5 separate regions of the Mus musculus genome follow, and all the other regions are linked to region 4. Evidence: chromatin contacts called from public HiCAR-type and promoter capture Hi-C data. All regions are on one chromosome and are shown on one strand. The core of a region is the stretch at or near the end of the contact, and the rest is flanking DNA. Distances in the headings are between cores, read along the strand shown. Region 1 overlaps Tbpl1 (TATA box binding protein-like 1). Region 2 holds the start of Slc2a12 (solute carrier family 2 (facilitated glucose transporter), member 12). Region 3 holds the start of Tcf21 (transcription factor 21). Region 4 holds the start of Stx7 (syntaxin 7). Region 5 has its middle 79 kb from the start of Gm35179.

Evidence for each region. Promoter capture Hi-C pulls out the DNA fragments that hold promoters and counts their contacts. HiCAR-type assays count read pairs that join an accessible place to other places.
Region 1: a contact with region 4 is called in a promoter capture Hi-C map of hippocampal neurons, with 5 times the contacts expected there. The contact joins the enhancer-like site here to the promoter of Stx7 in region 4. A contact is called at or near these places in 2 of 39 promoter capture datasets (the 3T3-L1 cell line and hippocampal neurons) and 1 of 115 datasets of contacts at active chromatin or transcription factors (astrocytes).
Region 2: a promoter capture Hi-C map of embryonic stem cells shows a contact between it and region 4, with 11 times the contacts expected there. The contact joins the promoter of Slc2a12 here to the promoter of Stx7 in region 4. A contact is called at or near these places in 6 of 39 promoter capture datasets (cranial neural crest, embryonic stem cells, frontonasal cranial neural crest and 3 more) and 1 of 115 datasets of contacts at active chromatin or transcription factors (astrocytes).
Region 3: a HiCAR-type map of astrocytes shows a contact between it and region 4, with 4 times the contacts expected there. The contact joins the promoter of Tcf21 here to the promoter of Stx7 in region 4. A contact is called at or near these places in 5 of 39 promoter capture datasets (embryonic stem cells, frontonasal cranial neural crest, hippocampal neurons and 2 more) and 3 of 115 datasets of contacts at active chromatin or transcription factors (astrocytes, embryonic stem cells and extraembryonic endoderm stem cells).
Region 5: a promoter capture Hi-C map of frontonasal cranial neural crest shows a contact between it and region 4, with 8 times the contacts expected there. The contact joins the enhancer-like site here to the promoter of Stx7 in region 4. A contact is called at or near these places in 5 of 39 promoter capture datasets (cranial neural crest, frontonasal cranial neural crest, hippocampal neurons and 2 more), 3 of 15 datasets of contacts at CTCF or cohesin (embryonic stem cells, pro-B cells and stem cell-derived epiblast-like cells), 9 of 484 Hi-C or Micro-C datasets (the G1E-ER4 cell line, the N1E-115 cell line, cerebral cortex and 5 more) and 3 of 115 datasets of contacts at active chromatin or transcription factors (astrocytes, embryonic forebrain and trophoblast stem cells).

Annotation. Positions count from the first base shown.
Region 1 is chr10:22,709,354-22,712,053 of GRCm38.p6, forward strand. Tbpl1 (TATA box binding protein-like 1) reads right to left here. Exons shown (of 7, transcript NM_011603.5): 2 at 2,561-2,700; 3 at 4-86. The coding sequence starts at 2,695. Among named protein-coding and RNA genes, the nearest start is that of Mir7663, 19 kb to the right of the region's middle. Within about 2 kb of position 1,263, at least 13 of the 459 cell types and tissues checked have an H3K27ac peak or open chromatin away from gene starts, as enhancers often do. A contact at or near this core is called in hippocampal neurons, where this site is marked.
Region 2 is chr10:22,643,639-22,646,338 of GRCm38.p6, forward strand. It overlaps Slc2a12 (solute carrier family 2 (facilitated glucose transporter), member 12), which reads left to right and starts at 1,373. Exons shown (of 5, transcript NM_178934.4): 1 at 1,373-1,675. The coding sequence starts at 1,561.
Region 3 is chr10:22,818,880-22,821,579 of GRCm38.p6, forward strand. Tcf21 (transcription factor 21) reads right to left here and starts at 1,264. Exons shown (of 2, transcript NM_011545.2): 1 at 575-1,264. The coding sequence starts at 1,024. The region is part of intron 4 of Gm10824 (a long non-coding RNA gene); the gene reads left to right.
Region 4 is chr10:24,147,986-24,150,685 of GRCm38.p6, forward strand. Stx7 (syntaxin 7) reads left to right here and starts at 1,304. Exons shown (of 10, transcript NM_001358563.1): 1 at 1,304-1,423.
Region 5 is chr10:23,080,083-23,082,782 of GRCm38.p6, forward strand. No RefSeq gene overlaps it. Among named protein-coding and RNA genes, the nearest start is that of Gm35179, 79 kb to the left of the region's middle. Within about 2 kb of position 1,394, at least 12 of the 459 cell types and tissues checked have an H3K27ac peak or open chromatin away from gene starts, as enhancers often do. A contact at or near this core is called in nephron progenitors, where this site is marked.

The sequences.
Region 1 (2,700 bases), core at 13-2,512, 1.4 Mb before region 4:
CACCTTGTTGCTCCAGTGCAAATAATTTTTCCTGAGGACCAAATTGTAGCTGTAATTCTAGGTTTTCTAAGCTTCATTAATACTTTCTGGAAAAGAAAAATCAATGATCTGATAAGCATTGGTCCTGACACACATCTCTGTCCTATGTGCCCATGCTCTTCCCCACATGCTACGCAGGGCTGACATGACTACTCAGCCAGTTACCATCTTCAAGTCCAGGTCAATACTCCACACAATCAAAGTCTCATGAATGACTTAGAGGCGGATAAACAGACCCAGGAAAAGGTCTATACACGACTCTCCCTGCAGAGGTCTTTCCTTGCTCCGTCATGTGCACATCATCACAGTACCATACAATGCAGGCTGAGGAAGATGATGTTCAAACTAAAATAAGCTGTCAAATTTCAGATGCGAAACCGTGAAATGACATCATCTGACACTTAGCTATTACTTGCCACCTCAAGACTGTCAGCTTAAATTCTTATTGTACTTTGCTTTTCTGATGGAGGGCGTCTCTTTAGGTAGCCCAGACTGGCCAACAATGCATGATTCTATACTCTGTGTGAGGACTACAGTCGTGTGTTTTGGCACCTGACTTTCTGTGTATTCTTCTTATTTTTATTTATTTATTTATTTGTTAAGGGAAGATGTTATTACTAACACATTAAAAAAAATCTTAATTGGCCAATGAGATTTTGGTTTTGTTGAATTCACCTCATTCTTGAGTTTCTAGTTCTAAAAACTGGAGATAATTTACCTAGGGTATACAGGCACTTAGGTTTTTAGAACTTAAATTAAACCTTCAGATACATCCCTAACTTAAAAAAAAAAATCTTTCGTGTTTGAAATGTAAATAAAGAAAATATCTAATAAAATATTTATTACAAAAAAACTTTTGTGTGTCTATGACATATACATGAATGTTCATACGTATGTGTGTGCAGGCACACACCGTCCTGTGACGCACTGGCTGGGCCATGTGCCCCAGGAATTCCATCTCTGCCTGTCTCCCACAGGAGAACAAGCAGCACCGCTCGTACCTGGGTTGTCACATGGTTCTGAGAATCCCAGTGCACCAAGACTGTGCAACAAGCGATTTGCCCACGGAGCCACCTCCTTGGTGTCTAGACCCTATCTAGTGCTAGGTCTCCTACGGCAACTCCTCAGTGCACCGTGGAGCCTCAGCACTCAGCCTTGCTCTCTCTTTCCTCCCTACTCCCACGTCAGTGTGCTTTCTCTCCTCAGTCTTCCCCCTGCTGGGCTAAGTATGTATGTAATGTCTGTTAGAGGAAGGATGCGATGCTTGCTGTGCTGAGTCTGGCTTACTCCCCTTCACTGCATGTAACAATGACATGCTCAGCGTGCATGTGTCAATTTTCTTTGTCCTCTCATCTGAGGACACCTAGCTTGACTCTGTCCCACCTGTCTCAGAGGCTGAGTTTACAATCCCATCAGCAGCGTGTATATAAGGGGCCACATCCCTGCAGCCGCAGTGCTTTGAATGAGAATGCTCTCCATAGGCTCATAGGTTCAAATACTTGTCCTCAGCTGGTGGCACTGTTTGGGAAGGAATAGGAGCTGTGGCCCTGGAGGAGCTGTGTCACTGGGGTTTGAGGTTTCAGCAGCCCAGGCCATTCCCAGTGTCAGTCCCCCTATGACCCTAACTCTGCCACACGCTTGTGGATCAAGATGTGAGCTCTTGCTACTACTGCCTGCCTGCCATGCCTGCCTGCTGCCATGCTTCCCACCAGAACTGCCTGAAACTATAAGCCCACAATAAACTCTTTCTTCTATAAGTGACAGAAAAGAAACTAAGACACTAGTCGCTGTTGTTCCCTTTTCTCTACGAGCCATGTGGACTAGGGTGACTTTTATTTTGCATTTCCCATGTTTCTACTGTTTCCTGGCTGCATTTTTCAACATGTACTTTATCAAAGCCAAATGCATATCCACTGTCAATATAGCTGACATCAAATCACTAACATTTTGTTACTTATTAATAACACTAATGCTTTTAAATAGATTAAAGAGGTTTAATAAAACAAAATCTTACACGTAGGTTAAAACACGAATCACATTCTTTTTTTTTTTGTTTGTTTTTTTTCGAGACAGGGTTTCTCTGTATAGTCCTGGCTGTCCTGGAACTCACTTTGTAGACCAGGCTGGCCTCGAACTCAGAAATCTGCCTGCCTCTGCCTCCCGAGTGCTGGGATTAAAGGCGTGCGCCACCACACCCGGCACGAATCACAACTTATTTTATTTAGCAACTTATTTTTAAAAATATAACTTAGCTAACTAAAAAGGAACAGGAAATTTACATACAACAGAATTAAAGTAGGGTTTGAACTAGGGTATACAGCCACCAAGATGCAAAGTCAGTCCTATCTCTTATCTGTACCTGTAATCTCCAGGAGAAGGGCCATTTCTACAGGGCTCCATGCTGCCCAGTTACACCTAGCATAACAAGGTGCTCACAATTCATCTGCACAATACAACAGTACCACTCAAAGCATGGTCAGATCAGGCTAGAGAGTGCACACACTGAAACTCAGACACTTACCCCAACATCACGCTTATAAATTACATTTGCTCCCTCCAAAGCAATCTTCCTTAAGTTCAAATGGCATCTTGTTCTAAAAACACAGACTACATTTGTAATTAAAATGTCCAATGCAACATCACTGTCTGCATCCATTGGGG
Region 2 (2,700 bases), core at 123-2,622, 1.5 Mb before region 4:
GCATACTAAATAAATTATAGTTGAATCTGTTTCCATGTCTTTCCTAAAGCATAATACAGCAATGCCTAGGGAAGAGGTGTTCAAATGATGCTAATGAAAAACCTAGTGATGACGCAAAGTGTGTGCAAAATAAGTAAACACAGGTCACTGCTTAGACAAGTGCAGACCTGCTTTCCCTCACAGAGGAATGGCTAGTATGAGAATCTGTGTTTCCTGGCATCTCTTAAGGTTGAGGAGAACTAAAGAGTGTTGGACAGGGCTGGAATGTTAGAACTCCGGAGAATTACCGTCCACCCCTGACCAGCTCTGAAGAGTTCGAGAGCACTGGGTGTATTTGTTTGTTTGGTGCAGCTCTGGCACTCTGAATCCAGGACCTTGTGTGTAGTAGGCTCTACCACTGAGCCACAGCCTGCTCTACAAAGCTTAGGCAAGCTACTTTAGCTCCCATTTTCTCTAACGCGCTTTATTTGGGAAAAGAATCGCTCGAGGTCACACAACCAGCATTGATTTCTGTCTTATAAAGTACTTCATACGTTTAAGTTTTTACCCCAGTGGTTTCTAAGGTGATGTCACAGTTTTCTCAGTGGATATGATTTGCTAAGGACAGAACGGATGGTAAAATATGTCAGTCTGTCTGATTGTTTATGTAAGTACACATTCATAGACCAGTAAAACACCCCTCCCTCTGGTGCCCTGATTTGTTTCATGTTACAACAGCTCCAGTCATCTCTGAATACCGAGTGTCCTCCCGCCAGCCAAGCCAGCGAGCAACCTGACAGAAGATCCTCTGTTTGCCTCGCTTTCAGGTCAACTGTGCATTTTTAAAAGGACTATCTTGCTATAAACTCAGGCTAGAAAGTGTCTAAAGAATCCATGCGACTGGAGTTGGGAGCAGGCCTTGATCCGTACCACGGGCCTAGAGAGAAAGCTATGCTAGGCATTTACCTAGACCCAAATCCCGTTGAAACAAACAACTTTTACGCTTTGTTTAAGCTGGTGAGTGTTGTGGCTTTTAGGGCAATAGGCTTGCCCACAAAAGAAATATTAATACTTTTCCTTCTGGTATGTCTTTACATAAAATGTTCCTCTTCGGCGAGATTAACTGATACCATCTGTGAGTATTTGTTCCCTACTCTTGGCTTGCAGACTTGCATTTAAATCTGCATGCTTCTTTTTCTAAGCTGCTTTTCAAATTGCGGGAACACAAGAGCTAGCCCTAGCCGGTGGCCAAACACTGCCTTTGAGTCCCAAGTCTTTTTAACCTCTTGCTTCCAACTCGCATCTAAAGGCAAAACAATCCTGGAGACACGGCCCTCCCCTTGCCTGTGATAGGCTGCTTGGAATAGCAACAGCCTGTGTCACCGAAAAGGGCAAAGCCTTCGGAAATAGAAACAAAGTTGGTTACAAATCACACTGGCTTTGCCCGAAGGTCGCCCCCCCACTCAAACCCCTCCCACTCTTCTTTAGCATGCTGCCCATGGGGACAGTGACCACTGCTGTCAGCGCGGTAGGTCTGGGTGGTCCGGTGGCGAGCGAGAAGCTGTAAGTACTACCGTGACCATGGTACCTGTTGAAAACACAGAGGGCCCCAATCTGCTGAACCAGAAGGGGAGAGAGGCGGAGACCGAAGGCAGCTGTGGAGCCAGCGGCGGAGGGCATCCTGCCTGCGCGGGAGGTAACGTGAGACGGCCGGGCTGGCTCGGGTGACCGCTAGAGGGGACAGTCGTCCCCACGAGCCCCTTCGGACTGTGCGTGTGCGTGGGAGTGCGTGTGCGCGCGCAGCCCGGGAGCGTGTCGTATGTGTGGAAACGGGAATGCAGGGTTCAGTGCGACGCGGAGTGACCCAGAGCCCTACATGCGGGGACCGAAGTCTCCTTGGGACTTTATGTATTGAAACAGGAGCTACTGCAACGATGGGCTACATCAATTTGCTTTACGTAACGCAATGTACACATTCCTCTCTCTTGGAAAGGTGGATCAGAGCCTCAGTTGTGAGCACACACCTTTTTTGCTTATTGTCGCAAACAAACGGTGTGGAACAAGTGGACATTATGAGTTATTCCGTGCCCCTAAACTGCACCCCTGTTTGTCCCTGCTTTCTTGGAAACTTGCCTTTCAAAATGAGATTCGTTGAATACTTTAACTTACCAAAGAGAACTTTAGTAGTTTTTATGGTGTTATCTGTGCTTCACCGAGATGCTTGTCTCGGTGGATTTACAATCCTCCACCTTTTTGTTTGTCCGCTTGTTTGTTTGTTTCTTGGTGCCTCTTTCTATTCATCTCTTTTTCAAGGGACTATATACTAATTGTGGTATGACAAACCCAATACAAATGACCCTCTTCTTCCTCTGCTTAATACTTTCTCATCAGCGCCACATGCTTCAATCATACATTCCATTCCCAAGTGGAATGTTACAAATAGTCGCCAATGCTCAGCGACACAGAAGTTACTCACAGCCTTCCACCTGGGAATGGGTCTACCCAAGGATGTTTATGATTTGGGAACGGAATCCACTAAGCCTCACGCGGAAGTGAAGTGGTCCCACCCCAGAAATGCCTTGCTCCAGGCTTAGGGCCTTAGCCTGATTTTCCTTCCCTCATCTAATGGAGGATGGACACCTGGGGCCATCTTTGACCTCTCTCTTTCCCCAAAGCCTTTCGGGCTGACTTTAAATTCTGTTAAGAGCAGGCAAGAGTAGT
Region 3 (2,700 bases), core at 14-2,513, 1.3 Mb before region 4:
CCATGGCTGTTATTTTGTCCAGTACTAGGACCTGAGCGGATTTACTGATTGCGTTGACAGTGGCTGGAATTTCTGGGATTTAAAATGGTAATCTACTTAGCCAAACACAGAATATTTAAGTAGCTGGGGGGGGGGGGGATTTGCATAGACAGTTATGGAGGTGGAAGAACATAAATATGTCTGCATTTAATAGCCCTAAATATACCAGCGGAAAGAACTGACTTAGGTGCTTATAAGAATCGGAGGGGGAACTCAAGTTTGCTCTTAGCCAAAAGAGACAAAGTAAGATAGGTCTTCTGGGTGCCCAGCGTCTGCTCAGTTTCACGACAGAGGAAATGGCACCCTGCGCGGGGATCCCTGGTCTTTGCCAACTGAATACCCTCGGAAATCCCTTAATGGGGTGCCACGTCAAACCCTAGCACAAATCACTCGCGGGCTCGGGGCGCTTGGTGCAGAGAGCCAGGGCGCTGCGTGGAGCCCGCGCGGAGGTTCCCAGAGATGCTAGGGCGGCGATTTAACGAGTCACGCTCTCGCCCGCGTCCCCAGGCCCAGCCAGAGGCGCGGGAGGACTCACCAGGTTGACTGGGTGAATGTAACCGTTCTCGTACTTGTCGTTGGCCAGGATCTGCCTTAAGTGAGCGATGTAGCTGGACGCCAGCCTGAGAGTGTCCAGCTTGGAGAGCTTGGTGTCCGGGGGCACCCAGGGCAGGGTGGTCTTGAGCCTGGAGAAGGCCTTGCTCAGCACCCGCATGCGGGCCCGCTCACGAGCATTGGCCGCGTTGCGCTGGACCTGCTTGCCCTCCTGGCTGACCCCGCTGAGCGGGCTTTTCTTAGTGGGCGCCTTCCTCCTCTTGCCTAGGCCACCGCGACCCTTCTGTGGAGACCCGTTCTCGCAGTTGGAGCCCTCCTCGGTGCTCTCGTTGGAAGTTCCAAACTCCTTGTTGGAGTCCACTTTCAGGGAGTCACAGTCCAGCATCTCCACCTCTTGAAGGTCTTCTACATCGCTGAGGGAGCCAGTGGACATGTTTAGAGAGGTGGAGGGAGGGAGGGAGAGAGAGACGCTGAAACGGAAACGAAAGGGTCTCAAAAGTTTGGAGCTGCCACTTCGTGTGTTGGGTTTGAGGTGGGATCTGGCAGTCCCGTCCCCCAGCTTTCCCTTTACAGAGTCGTGGAAAACGATCACAAGGGATCCCGCGACAGGGAAACCAGTGCTCTATCTCCCCACCACTGGAGTCCTGGCCTTAACGGAGAGTGAAAGAGCGCCGAGGAATTTGGTGGACACTAAGAATTTATCTGGGGAATAGAGAGGCGGATCCATGCAGCCCAGGGGAGGGGCCTGCTAGGCCCAACAGACTTCCCAGACCCCTTTCACAAGCACAGGAGACTTCACGCTCAGACCTGGTTTCCAGCAACCGATTGCAACATGCCTGTACCGGATTCCTTCTTCCTCTCAAGTCAAGGAGTAACTTAGAACCATTGCCGAGACTCATCTCCTAAGGCCCCTTTCCTTTGAGGGAATCCCAACTGATTGCTCTGAGAACTCAGAGAAAGGGCCAGACCCTTTGCTCTAAGTGGCCTTTCCCCCTAAAACATCTCACAGTCACTCTTCCTCCCAAGAAATAACAATCAAAACCCTGCAGCCCTTAGTTAATACCGGCTAAGACCACAGGGCTTTACCAAGACTGCATTACCGTGCACTGGCTAACACAGAAGTCATAGGTCCTATTTGTCCGGACGAGAAGAGGCGTATTTTACCAAACCAAATGTTTGAAAGGAAAATGCTGATCGCTGGGACGATTTTTTTTTCCAGATGCATTTTACTGTTTAAAATTTACCTGAGGTAAATAGGGGAAGGAAGTGGTAGAAAGAAATTACTGGAGAGAAGGAAGGGAGAGAGGGTGAGAAGGAAGGAGGGAGGGAGGGAAAATAAGAAAAAGAAAATCCATTACCATCCAGTCTCTTTGAAGGTATCAGGGAATTGCTAGTGCATAGGAACACACTTGACTACTGAACACACATGTACACACAAACACACACACACACACACACACACACACACACACACACACCATACATGCAGTTGACTGGGAATGGGCAGGCGATGAGAGAGGTTATATGGATTTGTGGAACATATTTTGCGAGCTGAGAATCTTTCCAGTGAGATGCAACTCACTTCTCTCCTGTCTTAAAGAAGACTCTGTGGCTCCTGGCAGCCTCTCTTTGCCTGACACCTTTTGTAAAGACTGTATATTTTCTTCTTGTGCTTGCTTTCTCTTCTCCCATCCTCTGGGCTACTAGGGTTCCTCATAGAGAGCTGGCCTAATAAAACACAAAACAGGACTCATGGCTTTGGAGAAAGAACCTTTCCCATCCTTCATTCCAGCTGGGACTGTCTTTCTCAGGGAATGATAGTCATCTGGGAGGTAAGAAGAAAAGCAAAGGGAACAGGAACCCAGGGACTGAATGAAGGGAGATGAAATGGTTTTTGTTTTTTCCCCTCAGGAAAAAAAAAAAAAAAAAAAAAAAACCACTGTCAGATTTCGTAACCTTACAATTAGGCACTGAGGATTGGGGGCAGGAGCTAAGAGTAACTCTCTCCATGGCTGACTCTGAGTCCAAGCCACTCTGTTACACTTAGATATGGGTCTCTAATCCAGGCTCAGCTGGGAATTCACTAACCTCTAAGATTTTGTTTTGTTA
Region 4 (2,700 bases), core at 54-2,553:
AGGTTATTGCCTTGTCAAAGAATGATTTTTAAAAATAAAACAATTTTGAAAAAGGGAGAGATTTCAAAGAAAAACTTGAATTTCCTCTGTATCTTGGAAAACATACAATGTCACTATGATGGACTAATACTTCTAAAAGTTCACAGTGGAGATGATAGGTAGAACTCAGGGGTAGATCAACTACCTGAAATGTGAGGCCTTGGGTTTGATCCCTCATTCCTCAAAACAAAACCACAAACAACCCGGGACAATGATACAGGTCTGTACTCTGAACGATGAGGCAGGTTGCAAGTTCAAGGTCTACCTGGATTACAGAGTGAGTTCAAGGTTAATATCTGGGTAACCTGTGTAGACTTTGTTTCAAAAACAACAACAACAACAACAAAAACCACTGGAGATAGAGGACAGAGTGAAGGCCTCTCATGTCCAAGGACCTTGGTTCAATTTCCAGTGCTGGACAAAACAGCAAACCTCAACAGTTCACCATGGCCCGAGCTGAATCACATGACTTTAAATGAGTACATGTTCTTTGATCCACTGGGTGGATCCTACTGAGAAGACGCTGTGTTTGAGTCTGACCTAAGTCATCTACGTATGCTTGCAGGTGTAAAACCAACCAACATACAGTTTGCTCTGTGGTTCTGATTCACAATAGTATGGATTCCCCCTACCTCCACTTGAAGTCTATCGAACTTTTGGTATCATGTGTTTTCATGCTCTTTCCAGAAATAACACCATCTTAATTATAGGCAAATCCAAGGCAATCTATTCTAATTAATTTGGCAAAGTATTTCTTTCACATGAACAACTGATGTTTCTCATCCGAGAGGTCACATGCTTGAAGAGTTATTGTTGGAACAGTGTGTGCTCTTAAAGCCTGGGAAAACCACATCCTGTATTTCAAGGATGCGATACCAACTATGAGCCAGGAAAACATCTTTATCAAGTGGGCATTAGGAGATTATCTTTCATTTATCCTTCCGGGGCTTTAGCTAGGATTGCCTTGACATTTTTGCAGTGACATTTTAAAAATGGAGTTGTCAAGTCTACCACAGAGCTGAGGGTTAGGAAACAGAACCTTTAAAAGCTGAGAGTGCTCCCTCAGTCCAGGGAGTCTGGCGCCTCCGAATAAAGAACCCAGCTCTTCTCTATTGTATTGCTTCCTCTTCTGTTGCCCATAGACATCACTTTGTCACCCATCAGAGCTTGGCTCCCCAGCAATTTTGCCAGTCCCTCCAAGCTTCAGCTGTCACTGGCCAATGGGAGAGACGCAAGCCCCGCCTCCTCCTTCCTGGGGCTGTGCCCCGAGCATGCGCAGTGGGCGTGCTTGTGCCGCCGCCCATCAGCTGAGACCGGCTGCGCCAGGCAGTGGGCCCCCGGGTGACAGCGGCTGGAGGTGGCCGAGGAAGCCGGCGAGGTCAGGGTAAGAGGAGACTGCAGAGGCGGGGGAGAGGGGGGCGGGAGGGACACCTCAGAACTGCAGCTCGCTAGTGGTTGCTTTGGGGTGCGCAGAGCGGGGCTCCCCAGGGCGCAGGGCCGGCGCCTCCCTCTCGGGCTCCCACGCCCCGCTCCGGACTCCGGGACGCGACGTGCGAGCACCGGGGCGCGCGGCAATGGAGCCTTGGGGACCGGATACTACCGCCAGATCCTGGCAGGCTACGACCGTGTTCCCATTCTCTGTCAACTTCTCCTCCGAAGAACAGAAAGGGAAACGCGATGGGCCCTGGTCATCTGGCCACAGGTTCGTTCCGCGGCCCAGGGCCTTTGCTTGGCTGTTGGCCTTACTCACACAAGCTAACTTTCTTTGACCTACCTTGTGCTCGTTTCAATTGATTTATGCAAGACACATAACAAGGTAACAAGGTATTTCGAGAATTCGCATATGTGTTTTCTAGGTTAAATTCAGACCAAAAAAAAAAAAAAAGCTTGGACGAGGGTGGGAAGAGGAAGGAAGCTTTACAGTCAAATGCTAATTTTTCCTTATAGCTGTTAAAATTTTGCTTGCATTTTATATGCATATATCAATTTTTGATTGCGTCAGATCTCGTATTTTGTCAGGAATTATTATTTACAAGTTTTCCACAATCAGGAAAATAAAAGGAATTAACTGTGAAACACTGGTTTGGTCCTGTTGGAGGTAGGCATTTCTTTTAGGTGTACTCTGAGCCGCAGTGAACAGAGATTGATAACACTGTTAAATTGTGCCTTGTGGTGCCGATGGGTCTTCGGCTTTGCAAGCTGCTTTCGAAGTTGGCCCCCAGGCTTGTGACTAGTTAAGAACGAGGCTGTAGTTTCCCAGTGTCTGGGGAAGTTAATAGAACACAGTATTAACTCACTGACCTCTGGGTTCTTTTCCTTCAGCTAGCTCACTTCTTATGCTGCTCCTGATTAACAGTCGTTTCTAATTCTGATTATTATCCCAAGTTCATCCATACGCTGCTGGTGGAAAATTATGAATAATTATGTTGAGCTATATGCCACTAAATGGTGTGTGCACAAGGCCCTGGTTCAGTCCCCAGTACTGCAGGGAAATATTACCTCTATGTCTACTAGTACTGCTAGATAAAACTCCCACAGTTAAGTCTGTGTGGATTTTTCTCTGGTTCAGTGTAACTTGAAATATTAATGTGTGAAACTGTGGAGGAAAAAAAATCTTGGTTAATTAAGCTGAAACCAAACAGTGTAGCGTTTGGATTGATG
Region 5 (2,700 bases), core at 144-2,643, 1.1 Mb before region 4:
GAGCTCCTTGGACCTATACCACCAATCAAAGAAAACACATGGTGGAACTTGTGGCTCTAGCTGCATATGTAGCAGAGGATGGCCTAGTTGGTCATCAATGGGAGGAGAGGCCCTTGGTCCTGTGAAGGCTCAATGCCCCAGTATAGGGGAATGCCAGGGCCAGGAATGGGAGTGGGTGGGTTCAGGAGCAGGGGATGGGGGGAGGGGATAGGGGGGTTTTGGAAGGGAAACTAGGAAAGGGAATAATATTTGAAATGTAAATAAAGAAAATATCTAATTTTAAAAATAAGAGGTAGTGGTTATAGCTTACCTTTCAGAGTGGGTTTTATGGACACAGGGCCTATTATGTTTCTGATAAGGTTTCAAGAGTGTTAGAAGAAAAATTAAGGTCGGTAATACTTTAATTGATGCCAGAGCATCAATCTTCCTTATCAATGCTGAGATATCAGGGAAAGTTAGATTTTCATAAATAAAAGAAGGAAAAAAGAGAAATAAATAAATAATTATTTTCATGTAACATGTTTTTGCTCTCTTTGTTCCAGGCCCCTGTGCCATCCTTCAAGCCATCTACCCCAAGTTCATATCCCCAGGCCCAGAGAGATACTCTGTAGCGACTTCTTGTTGCTGTGGCTTTTTGAGTTTCATTTACGTGAACCCTATTTAATTCTATTTTGCAAGACTGAGCGTGGCGTGTCCAGGTTTGGCTGAGGGGAGGGCTGGACTTCAGTGGAAGCTGACTTGGAGGATGCCTTCCCACGCGTGACACATGTTCCATCCCTTGATCAATCGTGACACACCCCGCCGGGGCTGTTCATGGGAACTGAGCTTCTAGGCTGCACACAGCCTCACACCTCAGTGGAACAACTACACACCAGTGGTCAAATGATGACATTACTCATAGCATATGAGAAACGCTCATAGATTCTTAGACAGTCTCTCACATATGCAGATGTACACACTCCATATTCGTATGCACACACAAATTAGTGTACTTATTTTTATGTAGAAACTGGAATTTCCTGCAAGGTTTTCTTCAGAAGTATTATTTGTCCGAGTTCTTGGAAACAATATCACCCTTATCTGGCAGATAGTGGCAGTAAACACCTCGGTTCCCAGCAGGGAAGTTGCTGCTGTACAAAGGGAACAGCCGTGTTCAAAGGCCCAAACATTTCCTCTTCTGGGTGTTCTGACTTCTATTGATCTTCGATTCAGAGTAAGTCAGAACTCAAACGGCTTGCATAAGTTCTAAATGAAATAAAACATCCGATAGAGAAAGCACGTCGTGGCTGTTCCACAGGAGAACATTTCCTAAAGTTATTTTAAGCGTTGATTTGGATACTGGGACTCATGCTCGCTTTGTTAACCTTAGACAGAACGCCCTCGCCCCCTTGTGTTCGTCTGCGGTATTGCCCGTGGGAAGACAAAACCAAAGTTTCCATGAAGGGTAGGAGAAAGGTGACTGAATCAAGATTCAGTGATCCACTTACTTCTAGGACAGTAGTGTGAGGTCTTCCTGTAAACCTATGTAAGGGACAGCTTTACATCACAGACCTTAGATTTGGTTGCCGCGATTTGCTTTGTTTTTCTTCAGTCCTGAGCCACCTTATATAGTCACTCCAAGGTTTGGACCTTTTGGCATCTCAAAGTCAGTGGCTACTGGTGAAGAAAAAAAAAATTATTCCGCTTCTGTGATATGTTTGGCATTGTTTTAAATGCCAAAAGAATCGGGGAAGGGGGCACTTATCTTTCTGTTACCTGTTCTGGAATCTTTGTTTGGCGGAGGAACCTCATCTTCCACGGGCTTAAGGTAAGAAACTGCTTCCTGTTCTTAGGCGATACCAGCCATATCTGGACTCTTCTAAGTTCTGAGCATCCTCAAAGTTGTCTTGAATGTATTCGATAGTCATTCTCTATGCGATTTCCACATAGCACCAACCAATTCCAGAAGCTATGGTCCGAATGTGCATCACATGTCACTTCAAGTGACTTCCATGTGGGCTGCTTGCTGCCAAAGGGCAGGCTGAGCAACCCATTGCTTTGGGCATGCGCGTTTCCACTTGGTCAGTGACTGACAGACTGACTAATCTTTCCCAGCATTGTTCAACCCCTTGGAACTGACGGCCCTGCTTTGTATGGGGGTCATAGCAGAAGCTTTTGGCTGGGGAAATGATTCATTGCATCAGCCAAGCACCCAAGAGGCATGGTGAGGACATTTGCAGCAGGAAGGAGAAAATGTCAAAGATAAGGATATACACACTGGGAAGATGCAGCATAATACCACAGGCAAGGTCCACTAACACAGATCAGCTCAATGGCACGGCTATGGGACCAACACAGGACGCAGTCTCTAGTGTTGCCACAAGCCATGTGTGCCTGGTTTGTATTACCTGGTTCCTGTGCTTGGCACTATAATATGGCTGGACTGGACAGTCCTCAAAGGAGTTAGAGGGATTCTTTGTGTTTCTTTGTTTCTTTTGTCACTTTATTGTCTGACTGCAGCCCCCCTTGCAGCTCCTTCCCCTTCCCTTTCTCCTCTGTGAAGGAGGTCAGCCCCACCCCCAGAATCAGCCCACCCTTGCACATCAGTTACTTCATGACCAGGCTCATCCTCTCCCACTGAGGCCAGACAAGGTGGCTCAGCTAGGGGAACAGAATCCACAGGCAGGCAACAGAGTCAGGAATAGACCTTGCTTCATTTAT